Regions from separate parts of the Mus musculus genome. Here regions 2 and 3 are each linked to region 1. Evidence: chromatin contacts called from public Hi-C and Micro-C data. All regions are on one chromosome and are shown on one strand. Each heading gives the region's core, a stretch centred on a gene start, on an enhancer-like site or on the middle of the called end of the contact. The rest is flanking DNA. Distances are from core to core; before and after follow the strand shown. Region 1 holds the start of Edem1 (ER degradation enhancer, mannosidase alpha-like 1). Region 2 has its middle 16 kb from the start of Gm6749. Region 3 has its middle 27 kb from the start of Gm35359.

The links. A called contact is a pair of places that touch in the nucleus more often than the background predicts.
Region 2: a Micro-C map of muscle stem cells shows a contact between it and region 1, with 2.9 times the contacts expected there. The contact joins the enhancer-like site here to the promoter of Edem1 in region 1. A contact is called at or near these places in 1 of 39 promoter capture datasets (macrophages), 2 of 484 Hi-C or Micro-C datasets (both in muscle stem cells), 3 of 115 datasets of contacts at active chromatin or transcription factors (bone marrow-derived macrophages, embryonic stem cells and microglia) and 2 of 9 other capture datasets (adipose tissue and pancreatic islet).
Region 3: a contact with region 1 is called in a Hi-C map of Th1 cells, with 5 times the contacts expected there. The contact joins the enhancer-like site here to the promoter of Edem1 in region 1. A contact is called at or near these places in 3 of 484 Hi-C or Micro-C datasets (CD4 T cells, Th1 cells and embryonic stem cells), 2 of 115 datasets of contacts at active chromatin or transcription factors (effector CD8 T cells and extraembryonic endoderm stem cells) and 2 of 9 other capture datasets (adipose tissue and liver).

Annotation. Positions count from the first base shown.
Region 1 is chr6:108,827,307-108,830,420 of GRCm38.p6, reverse strand. It overlaps Edem1 (ER degradation enhancer, mannosidase alpha-like 1), which reads right to left and starts at 1,780. Exons shown (of 12, transcript NM_138677.2): 1 at 1,188-1,780. The coding sequence starts at 1,681. Gm35417 (a long non-coding RNA gene) reads left to right here and starts at 2,145. Exons shown (of 2, transcript XR_377956.4): 1 at 2,145-2,204.
Region 2 is chr6:108,894,665-108,897,945 of GRCm38.p6, reverse strand. No RefSeq gene overlaps it. Among named protein-coding and RNA genes, the nearest start is that of Gm6749, 16 kb to the right of the region's middle. Within about 2 kb of position 1,300, at least 30 of the 459 cell types and tissues checked have an H3K27ac peak or open chromatin away from gene starts, as enhancers often do. A contact at or near this core is called in muscle stem cells, where this site is marked.
Region 3 is chr6:108,703,128-108,706,290 of GRCm38.p6, reverse strand. No RefSeq gene overlaps it. Among named protein-coding and RNA genes, the nearest start is that of Gm35359, 27 kb to the left of the region's middle. Within about 2 kb of position 1,375, at least 77 of the 459 cell types and tissues checked have an H3K27ac peak or open chromatin away from gene starts, as enhancers often do. A contact at or near this core is called in Th1 cells, embryonic stem cells, extraembryonic endoderm stem cells and 1 more, where this site is marked.

The DNA of each region.
Region 1 (3,114 bases), core at 531-3,030:
ACCCAGGCCCTCTGTGTGAGATGCTCCCTCTTAAAGCTCATCGGGCTGCAAATTCAGACACAAATCTACAGATAACCAACCCACTTTTTATAGCTCTTCCTGCACTTTTAGAGTACTAGCTAGCTGTGTGGGGGAGTCACGGAGTGCGAGTAGAGGTCAGAGGACAACTGCAGGAGTCTCTTCGGTTCTTTCTCCTTCTTCCATGTGGGTCCTGGGGAATCAAACTCCCGTCTGAGCACAGTGCCAAGGGCCCTTACTGGCTGAGTCATCTCATCAGCCCTTAGCTTTCCTTTTTGAAACTAAGAATCCTTCCTGGCTTCCATAAGGTAAAGGGAAATGCACATGCCAGATGTCCAAGGGTGTCCATGTAGAATGCCAAGACAACAAACAACCTAATAACTCCACTCCCATCTAAGGAGAGGGAAACACGACAGTCACCAACCAGCCTGACTTGGTCTGTGGCAACGCACACCCTTCAGGGAGGAGGAACTTGGCTGGGTGTCCTGCTGTCTTGGACTTTGAAGTCCACTCGAGTAACCCCGGAACTCCACCTTCCCATACGTGGCTAGTGGGCTGCGAGGACTAGTTGACCTTCTGACAGCACCATCACCCCACTGGTGTTTACGATGGTACCAAGCAATGACGGTGTCAGTCAACTCTGCGCCTAAGAAATCATCCTTCAAGTATCCAGATCGCCAATCTGGGCCAGGCAACTACCATTCCTGCCAATAAGCTCCCCTCAGTCTAGGCTGCGGCCCCTGGAAAGGAGAAACACTTAACGCCTCATCCCAATCCGGGCGTCCAACTCACTAGATGGCCCCTTTCTAGGAACCCGCTCCTTAACCTTATTAAAGCTTTGGGTGTGGCATTCTGATCAGGAGTGGGGAGGCTTCGTTTTGAAGCGGAGTTTTCCAAAGGAAACCTATATAACCAGCACTTAGATATGTGTCTATCTGGAGCAAGGGATACTGTGATTGTCCCTTCCGGTCTCTGGGACTCAGTTTCCCCATTTGCAACAGAAAATGACAAGGACAGCTGTCCTGAAGTTTGGAGGGTCAGGGAGAATCAAGGGGATGGCAGTCCACTGGGGTAAGGAGAGGAGGAACCTCGGACTACTGCGGACCTTAAAGACCCTGGTGTGTTCTCAGGGACCCGGAGGGGCGGAAGGCAGCGCGCGGGCTACTCACGGGTCTCCGCGGTCAGGCCCCCGGCCGCGGCAGTAGATGGGGTTGAGCTCGTCCTGCGGAAAGGCGTGCGCCATGTAGTTGTCATAGCCGAAGACGAACATGCCCCGCGCCAGGTCGCGCATCTGGGCACGCAGCTGCGGCGGGAAGGCGCCGCTGTAGCGCCGCTCGTACTCGTCCGGGCCGCAGCCACCGCCGCCCAGGGCATAGCCCCAGTGCGCCGGGCCGCACACGCCCGGTCCCGGCGTCGGTCCCGGCTCTGGCGGGGTCTCAAGCCGCCCCTCCGTTCCGCGCCTTGGCCGATGAAGCCAGGCCGGGCCTCCGGGCGGACCAACTGGCCCCGAGCCGTCGGGGTCCCTCAAGCGCTGGAAGCCGAAGCTGAGCGGAAACCGCTGGTAGAAGCCCATGCTGGGCCCCAGCCCGAAGACCAACCAGAGCACCGCGTGGAGGCCGAGGCGCAGCAGCACCAGCCCCAGGACAAGCGCTCGCCATTGCATGGTCGCGCGTCCGCCGCGGGCATTATTTTGAAGCGCCGGGCGCGTCCCCAGCCGACCGCCTCCCCGCGCGTCCGCCGGGAGCCCGCTCACTTCCCCTTTAAGGAACTCCCTCGTGACGCACCAGGAACTGGTCCATTGTCCCCCGCCCCGCGGACGGGACCGGCCCGCCTGGCCCCGCGTTCGCCCGCCGGCCGCCGGGGATTGGCCTCCACCGGCCCGGCCTCGAGGGGCGCGGCCGGGGACTCCCTCCGGCTCTATAGGCCGCCCGGACTGCAAGGCCCCGCCCTGCCACTGGGCCACGCCCCCTGGGCGGTTCCGAGTCTGGTCTAGCTGGCGTGGCGAGCCTAGGTCGCTCTGGCTTTTGGGGAAAGAACTTCCAGCCAATAGGAGCGCGGCACGGGAGCTCCGGGAGCCGGACACAGACATGGCCTCTGACCCGCCCTAGCCCGGGTAAATGGTGTCCCTGAACAGAAGATGGATGGGAGAAAGCCCGTCCAGGTATGGAGTAGTAGGTGTGAGAAAGGTAAGGGCCAGGGCCTTTAGGCAAAGGAAGTACTTACGAATATCTAGGAAAGGTTTTTAACTTGGTGGGAGTGGGACTCCCTGGTCCAGACCGCACGAAATGTCCAGATTTTTTGTTTTGTTATTGGAACGCCTTAACTTGGAAAAAAAAAATTCATAATACTTCTAAAATACTCCAAGATCACATCCAATCCCAACAAGGCGGGAGGGGGAACTAACACCAGATCATTTTCATCAGAACCATTTAAACATCTTTTCCTGACAGTCCTATCATCTCATCGCAGTGCTAGGCAGAGGCGACCTTGGAAATGTAGGGCAGATTGGGGGTTTAATCCCATCCAAGTGCTAATTCCTATAATTAAGGTTACTGATTTCGTTTTTTAAGGGCTGTGGCTTTCAACACTTGGAGCGCCTGTAAAAGTTTTGCCTTTCCTAAGATTATACCCTGTGTCTATCAAACTTGCAAAACATAAAAATAAAAAAGTAAAAAAAAAAAAAAAAAATAGGGGAAGTAACGAAATCAGTAATGCCTGTCACCAACCTGAAGGCAATGACAGGGAGGACTTAGGTAAATCCTGGACCATTCTCCTTCCATTTTGGGGTCAGAATTGTCCCTGCAATGTGATAGGGTACAACAGAGCAGCCAGCAACAATTTAAGTTCTTTGGGTTGGGAGAGCTTATTTTGTGAGATACAAAGGCCTGAGCAGTATACAAAAAAAAAGGGGGGAGGGGGAAGAAGTTACTGGACTGGATAAACTTGTATAAGACCAACTGATTCCAGTCCTTGACACGGAACTACTAGTTTCTGCCTCCCTGAAGCTAACACAAACTGAAAATGGACATTAAAGCTATGCTTTGTTTCCTCCATAAGCTACTTCTGTGCAAATTTTAGCTGAAATGTAGCTTGCAC
Region 2 (3,281 bases), core at 51-2,550, 68 kb before region 1:
TCAACACTGCAGGAGTAAAGCAAGCGAGAAAAGCTGCTGAGCTAGCAAAGAGCAAAGACTTCCTGAGACCCAACAGGCTTTGCTTTCACATTAAGGCCAGTGGATTTCCTCTGAATGAGGTTCAAGGTTTGACACAAGGAAACAAACAACAACAACAAATATGGCCTTTATTTGCCATGCCACACACATTCTGTGTGTGTGTGTGTGTCTGTCTGTCTGTCTGTCTCTCTCTCTCTCTCTCTCTGTCTCTCTCTTTCTCTTTCTCTCTCTCTCTGTCTCTCTCTCTGTGTCTCTGTCTCTGTCTCTGTCTCTGTCTCTCTCTCTCTCTCTGTCTCTCTCTCTCTCTCTCTCTCACACACACACACACACACACACACACACACACACACACACCAGCGCTAACCGCTGCTGGATGTACTGATAGAGAAAATAACTCCATCAATGGTGCACCTGCTGACCTGCAGAAGCACTGAGAAATGCTTGATTGTAAATTATTCAGAGGCGGCCTGCAAAAAAATGGAGAGCAGCCGAAGTTGAGAGATGGAGCATAGCATATACAGCAATAAAGGAATTCTAGCATCTCTAAAAGAAGAGCGGATCCATCAGGAGGGCTCCCATTAGGCAGGGTGAGCTGCGATCCACATTTTCCATGTCTCCCCACTCCCAAAGCCAACACAAAAAGCACTTTTCAGCCAGTGTTGCTTTGACACGCACATCCGTGCTTCACAGATTTGGCCTCTGGAGTATATGACGCTGGCCCCCACACCGTCCTGGCAATTGACTCACGAATGATTAAACCTGATGATTACCCAGGGCAGATAACCTGATTGCTAATAGAGACTAGAGTGGGGAGCAACTTTTGTTGGCGGGTGAGTTCTTTGTCAGAGACTACCTCCCAGGGGTAGTTGGCTGGGAGAGACTGGAAAGTTGACTAAAAAGCTCCATGGTGGGAAAAATTAAGCTGTACAGCCATGTGATAATAGCAGCAATAGAAAGAGAGGCAGAGCCTCCACCCACACAGCAAGTCAGAAATACCTCAGGTATAATTAAACTCGATTCCAGAATTTAGCACCTTTTTGTAATAAGAATCTTTGCTTGAAGTCCTTAGCATTCTGTTGCCTTGGCAAAAACCCTATCACTTGGCATTTCAGAGGTTTCTGTCCCATTTTCAAAGAACAGTCTTGGTGAAGGAGCCTTGGGAAGATGCATCTGATTCCGCTGGTCCCTTTACTACTGAGTCGCCCTCTGTGAGGAAGTAAAGGAAAGAGACTTTTGCAGGCCTCTGCCTGCCTGGGCTTCTCGGTGATGGGTGTTCCTTGCCTCCTCCTCACCAGTAAACCTTAAGTAGGGCACGCCATGCTAACTCCAGCAGAACACAGCCAAGATCTCCGTGTCAGTGGCGCTTGAGGGCAAACCCTTGGCACATCTGCTGCTTATCTCCGGATGTCAGAGTTCTTAAGTGAACGTCTTGGACTTGGAATTTCTCTTTTATGCTTGTTTGACCCCTCTGTTATAATACCCAGCTCTGATCATCATTTCTTCCATATCCATTCTTGCCAGTATTCATTCTCTTTCTCTCTGTCTCTCTCTGTCTCTCTCATCTCTATCTGCTCTTGATCCCTCTCTCTCCACCCTCACCTCCTCCCTCTCCTTCTATCTCACCCCCCTCTCTCTCCCCAAAAACCATTGTCATAGTCCAATGCTATTTTCTGAAAATGGAAATCATGACTTGAACTCAAAGCGTGACTGTAGTGAATCACATGTGAAGGCCTTGGCAGGGTGCTTGGCACATGGTACATGCTGGACAGTATTAGTCATTTTTGATAGAAAAACTGGTGCATGGTTGGCAAAAGAAAAAGCCTAAAACTCATAAAGGGTATTCCAGCAAGAGAGGAGACAATACGGGAATAAAATTAAAATGCAAATAACCCATCTAGACACTGGATGTCCCCTCCCATTTCCGAAGCATCAGAATTCCGGAGCCTGCCTGTAATTATAAAAAGGGAGAATTTGGTACTTGGGGGTTTGCTTAAGATTATACCCAATTAAGGATAGCCTACTTGAAAGTTTAAATTGTCAGAAACCCACCTTAATACTGCCTCAGCCTTTTGTCACACCAATTATAATTATGATTCATTCAATAACTGTCCCCTGCAGACATAGGATGTGCTTGGCACTAGGTGTACTACAGAAAGCAAGAGAGGGGCTGCTCTGACATCATACAGTTAAGGGTGTGACAGGGAAGACAGATGACAAACGTGCATAATACAGGCATAAGTGTATAGCAGAATTGTTGAAAGGTAACAGGAAGACGTCTTTGCACACATGTCATGACCAAAGAAGTCCTCCTTAAGAAGCTGCCGTTCAAACTGAGACCTGAGGATGGAGAGTAAACAGCAAACGGAAAATTGATGTGAGGCAGGACAAGGACCTGGTACAGGCAAATAGGATCAAGCTCCCCCTGCATTGAGTTGCTTGCTATCTGACAGCAATGTTGCCACTTATTTAAGTTCATCCCACAACTTCCCAAAAGAAGGCACAGTCTTGCTAGGAGATAACTGAGGCCTGGAGGGTTGAAGCAAACCACCCAAGGCAAGTGGCAACGCTGACTAATACTGAGTCATGACAGCATCTAGCTTTCTTCATCAAAATAACCCAACATCTGAACCAGGAAATAGGGGTGGGGTAAGATGAGCAGGACTTCAAGTCTAGGGGAAAAACTGGCAGTCACTGTTCCAGATCTCAGTGAGTCTCTTTCTAAGGAGAATCACAATTGCTACCTGTTAAAGGATGCCCTTACACCAGGCACAGTGCCCGGCCCTTTGCATGTATAATTCTCACAGCACACCACAGACAAACACTACAGTCCCCACCTTCCTCTTCTTACCCATGGCTTCTTCTTCCCTCTGCTATGTCACACACCCAAGGAAACACTCCTTTTCCTATCTTGAATCTTGCTCCAAAAGAGAGCAGCAGTAAGTGCAATTATAAGCCTTGAACCTGTGACAGGTGAACACTAAAGTGCATTGAACCTAAAGAAAACAGTAGCAAAGTTTTGTGAAGTGAGCAAGCAAAGTGAAGGCAGTGGGTGCCCCACAGTTTCCCTAATCTCTCAAGTTGTTTTAAGAGTCTGTTGTCAGCTTCTCAGAGCCACGTGGACCTGTAGAATTCCCACTAGAGATGGAGGCTACAAAGAGTTTTCTCCTTGTCCCTTTTTAACAGATTGACACCTTTAAACAAATGGCGACTGTTTTCCATGACAGGTGGAGGTAACAACCATG
Region 3 (3,163 bases), core at 126-2,625, 120 kb after region 1:
TCAGGTGCTCCAAATGAGCAAGATTTGGCTGGTAGGAGAGAGAATTGGGAGGTGAGTCACCAGCGGGGCAGATGAGGTCATCATGGGGTGACCATCTGCATGGAGCAACCCTCCCAGCCCAGCCTGTCCTCTCAGGGGCTGACAGGTCTCCAGCCGGCTGAGCTTCTCAGTCTGGCTTCTCAGCCATGAGGTGAGGTGTGGTGGGGCGATTTCCTCTCCGTGACTCAGTGGCTCAACTCCCCCAACAGACGGGATCTCTAGCTGAACACAACGCCAAGGTCAAGACCTGAGATGCCACAACTTGTCTGTCCTTAATAAAGAACAGGAAGGTGAGCATCCTCAGAGAAGAGAGGAGAGGACTTCTTCAATCTTCGTTGGAATGCTAAGTATTTAAGAAATGAAGGAATGGGTCCTCTTATCTTGATGGTGCTAGCAGAGCTCAGGAGACTGGCTCCTGGAATGGAGGGCTGATACTTATTCACTGATCATGACAATGGACACCTCCAGGCACAAATACAATTCCAAACTATGAAGAAAAACATAATTTTGTTTCCTTACATTTCATGGTGGTATCTCGTATTCTCCGAGGGACATCAGAACTGGAACAACACATTTTCATTTTCATGAAGCTGACTCAGGTTGGATGGGCACAATCATGGCACTGGCCCAAAGGTAGCCAAGTGTGTGCAGTCAGTCTGGTCATCCATAAATGGTAAAGTAAGCATGTGTAGTGTAGGAATGTAAGCACTACACACCCGTAATCCTAGCACTTGGGAGGCTGAGGCAGGAAGATTTGAGTTCGACTCTAGCTTATGCTACAAAGGAAAACCTCATCTTCAAAAGAAGGGAGGGAGCTGGGGATGTAGCTCCTTTGGTAGTCCAATTGGAAGTTGGTGGAATCAAAAGTTCAAGGCCACCCTTGGTATGAAAGTTTGGGACTAGCCAGAGTTACACAAGACTCTGTCGCCAAAAAATAAGAAAGTGGTGCCGGGCAGTGGTGGCACACACCTTTAATCCCAGCACTTGGGAGGCAGAGGCAGATGGATTTCTGAGTTCGAGGCCAGCCTGGTCTACAGAGTGATTTCCTGGACAGTCAGGGCTATACAGAGAAATCCTATCTCAAAACAAAACAAAACAGAACAAAACAAAACAAGAAAGTGGTAATATAGAAAAAAGACCGTTGTTACTACATGAATCTAGCAATTGGTAGGGCCCTCCCATTGTTCTCAATATACAAGATGAAAGAGAGAAAGAGAAAGTATTGGTTTTATTTGTTTCTGCCGCTTTGGTATTTACATTGTTGAGTCAATCTGAAGTGCTTTAAGGTACACGTTGAGCCTAGGTGCCAGATAAGCCTTGGCGTAATCAGTGAGGACTTTGGCTGGGGACAGGCCCTGGATCAGCGAGTAGGGGAAACCCAGCAGACGACAGCTTCAGGCACAGCTGTATCTAACTGATTAGCCGAGGGTGTTAGAACCTGTTGGTCTTTATCTGCAAGTTCTGCTCTCAGACCCTAAAATGGCAAAGACTCTTCCCACTGGCCCTAGGCATACATTCCACCCGCTCAATAACCTCAATACAAAGAAATCTCCCCCCTCCACAATGCTGTCAAGGATCAACCTGAGTCATATACTCAGCCTTAGGCCTGGGAATGGTGTGAAATCTATCCGAACCTCACATGCCAAGAGGTTCCCAAAATAAAAGGGAATGGTTGCTAGGCAGACAAAAACAATAGGTGTCCCTCCCGAACATGAGTGCCTATGGGAGAGGCAGGTCTGTAGTATATGGGCCACTTTCCTGCTTTGTCACTACTTGGTGACTCAAGCTGGTGTGGTGGAATGTAGACTCTGGACTTCTGACTGGGTTCTCTCAGAAGTCTAGCCTCAGGCAACTCATCTAAAAGCAACTGTGTTCATTACAGGTACAGGATAGAGTTCTGGGCCTATGCTAACATTATCCAGTCTGTACCACAGATCTGCAAAGTGGTTTGGGTGTTTGTTTGTTTGTTTGTTTGTTTGTTTTCTATTTATTTTCAGGTGCTGGCATTTGTACCCAAAGCCTAGCACATGTTGCGGGTGGGATGTCCTGTCTACTGCTGTGCTAGAGTCCAGTCCTGCAAATTATTTATTAGAACTTACAAATGAGAGCACTGCAGAGCAGGTGGAATTAGAGAGCCACTCCTGCCCAGGGCACCGTGGTCCTGGGTGGGCCCCCTGGGCCTTCACTCTTCTTAAGGGCAAAAGAACAGGAGGTGAAGAGGAAAGAGGACAAGGAAAAGTAGCAATAACTAAATGGCTAGGGTGACTCGGTGGCAGGGCTTCTGCCTAGGATTTAAGAGAGCCTGGGTTTGATCCTAAGAACTGTAAAAAATAAAGCCAACCAACAAGCAGAAAAAAAAAAATAACCTACAAGTAGGGCTGGGCAGATGGCTCAGCAGGTAAAGTCAATGCCATTAAGTCTGAGTGAGTTCAATTCCCAACACCCACTTGGTGGAAAGAGATACCTAATCATGTCTGGATAGTTGTCCTGACTCTCTCTCTCTCTCTCTCTCTCTCTCTCTCTCTCCATTAATAAATAAAATAAATGTAATAAAAACATCCAGAATATATTACATATGAAATCAAGTCCCTTTTCTATTCTAAAATTGGTTTGGGTGTTTTTGTTTGTGTTTGTTTGTTTGTTTGTTGAGACAGAGTCTCAGGTAGCACAGGCTGGCTTGGAATTCACAGTCGGCTGGAATTCACAGAGAGCTACCTGACTCCTCCACCCAAGTTCTGGATTAAAGTCCTGTGCCACCAAGTGCAGCCCAGCTTTTCTCTTTCTGAACATTTAGTAAGTTTTTTTGTTTGTTTGTTTTCTTTGAGATAGAGTCTCATTTAGTCAAAGACTGGCCTCAAACTTAGTATCTACCTAAGGCTGGCCTTGAACTCCTGATCCTCCAGCTTCTATCTCCCATGTACTGGGATTGTGTGTATGTTTCACTATGACTATAAAGGTTAAAACTATTTTGCCCACCTTCCTTCTCTCTCCTTTGCTTGCTCAATCTTGTTCTTTCTCTTACACATCCCACCTCCACCCCCACCCCCAAAGATGTGCTCAAACACAAGACCGTCCATATACAAAAAAAGTGTTCTATGGCTGAGCTGCATCTAGCCTAACACCT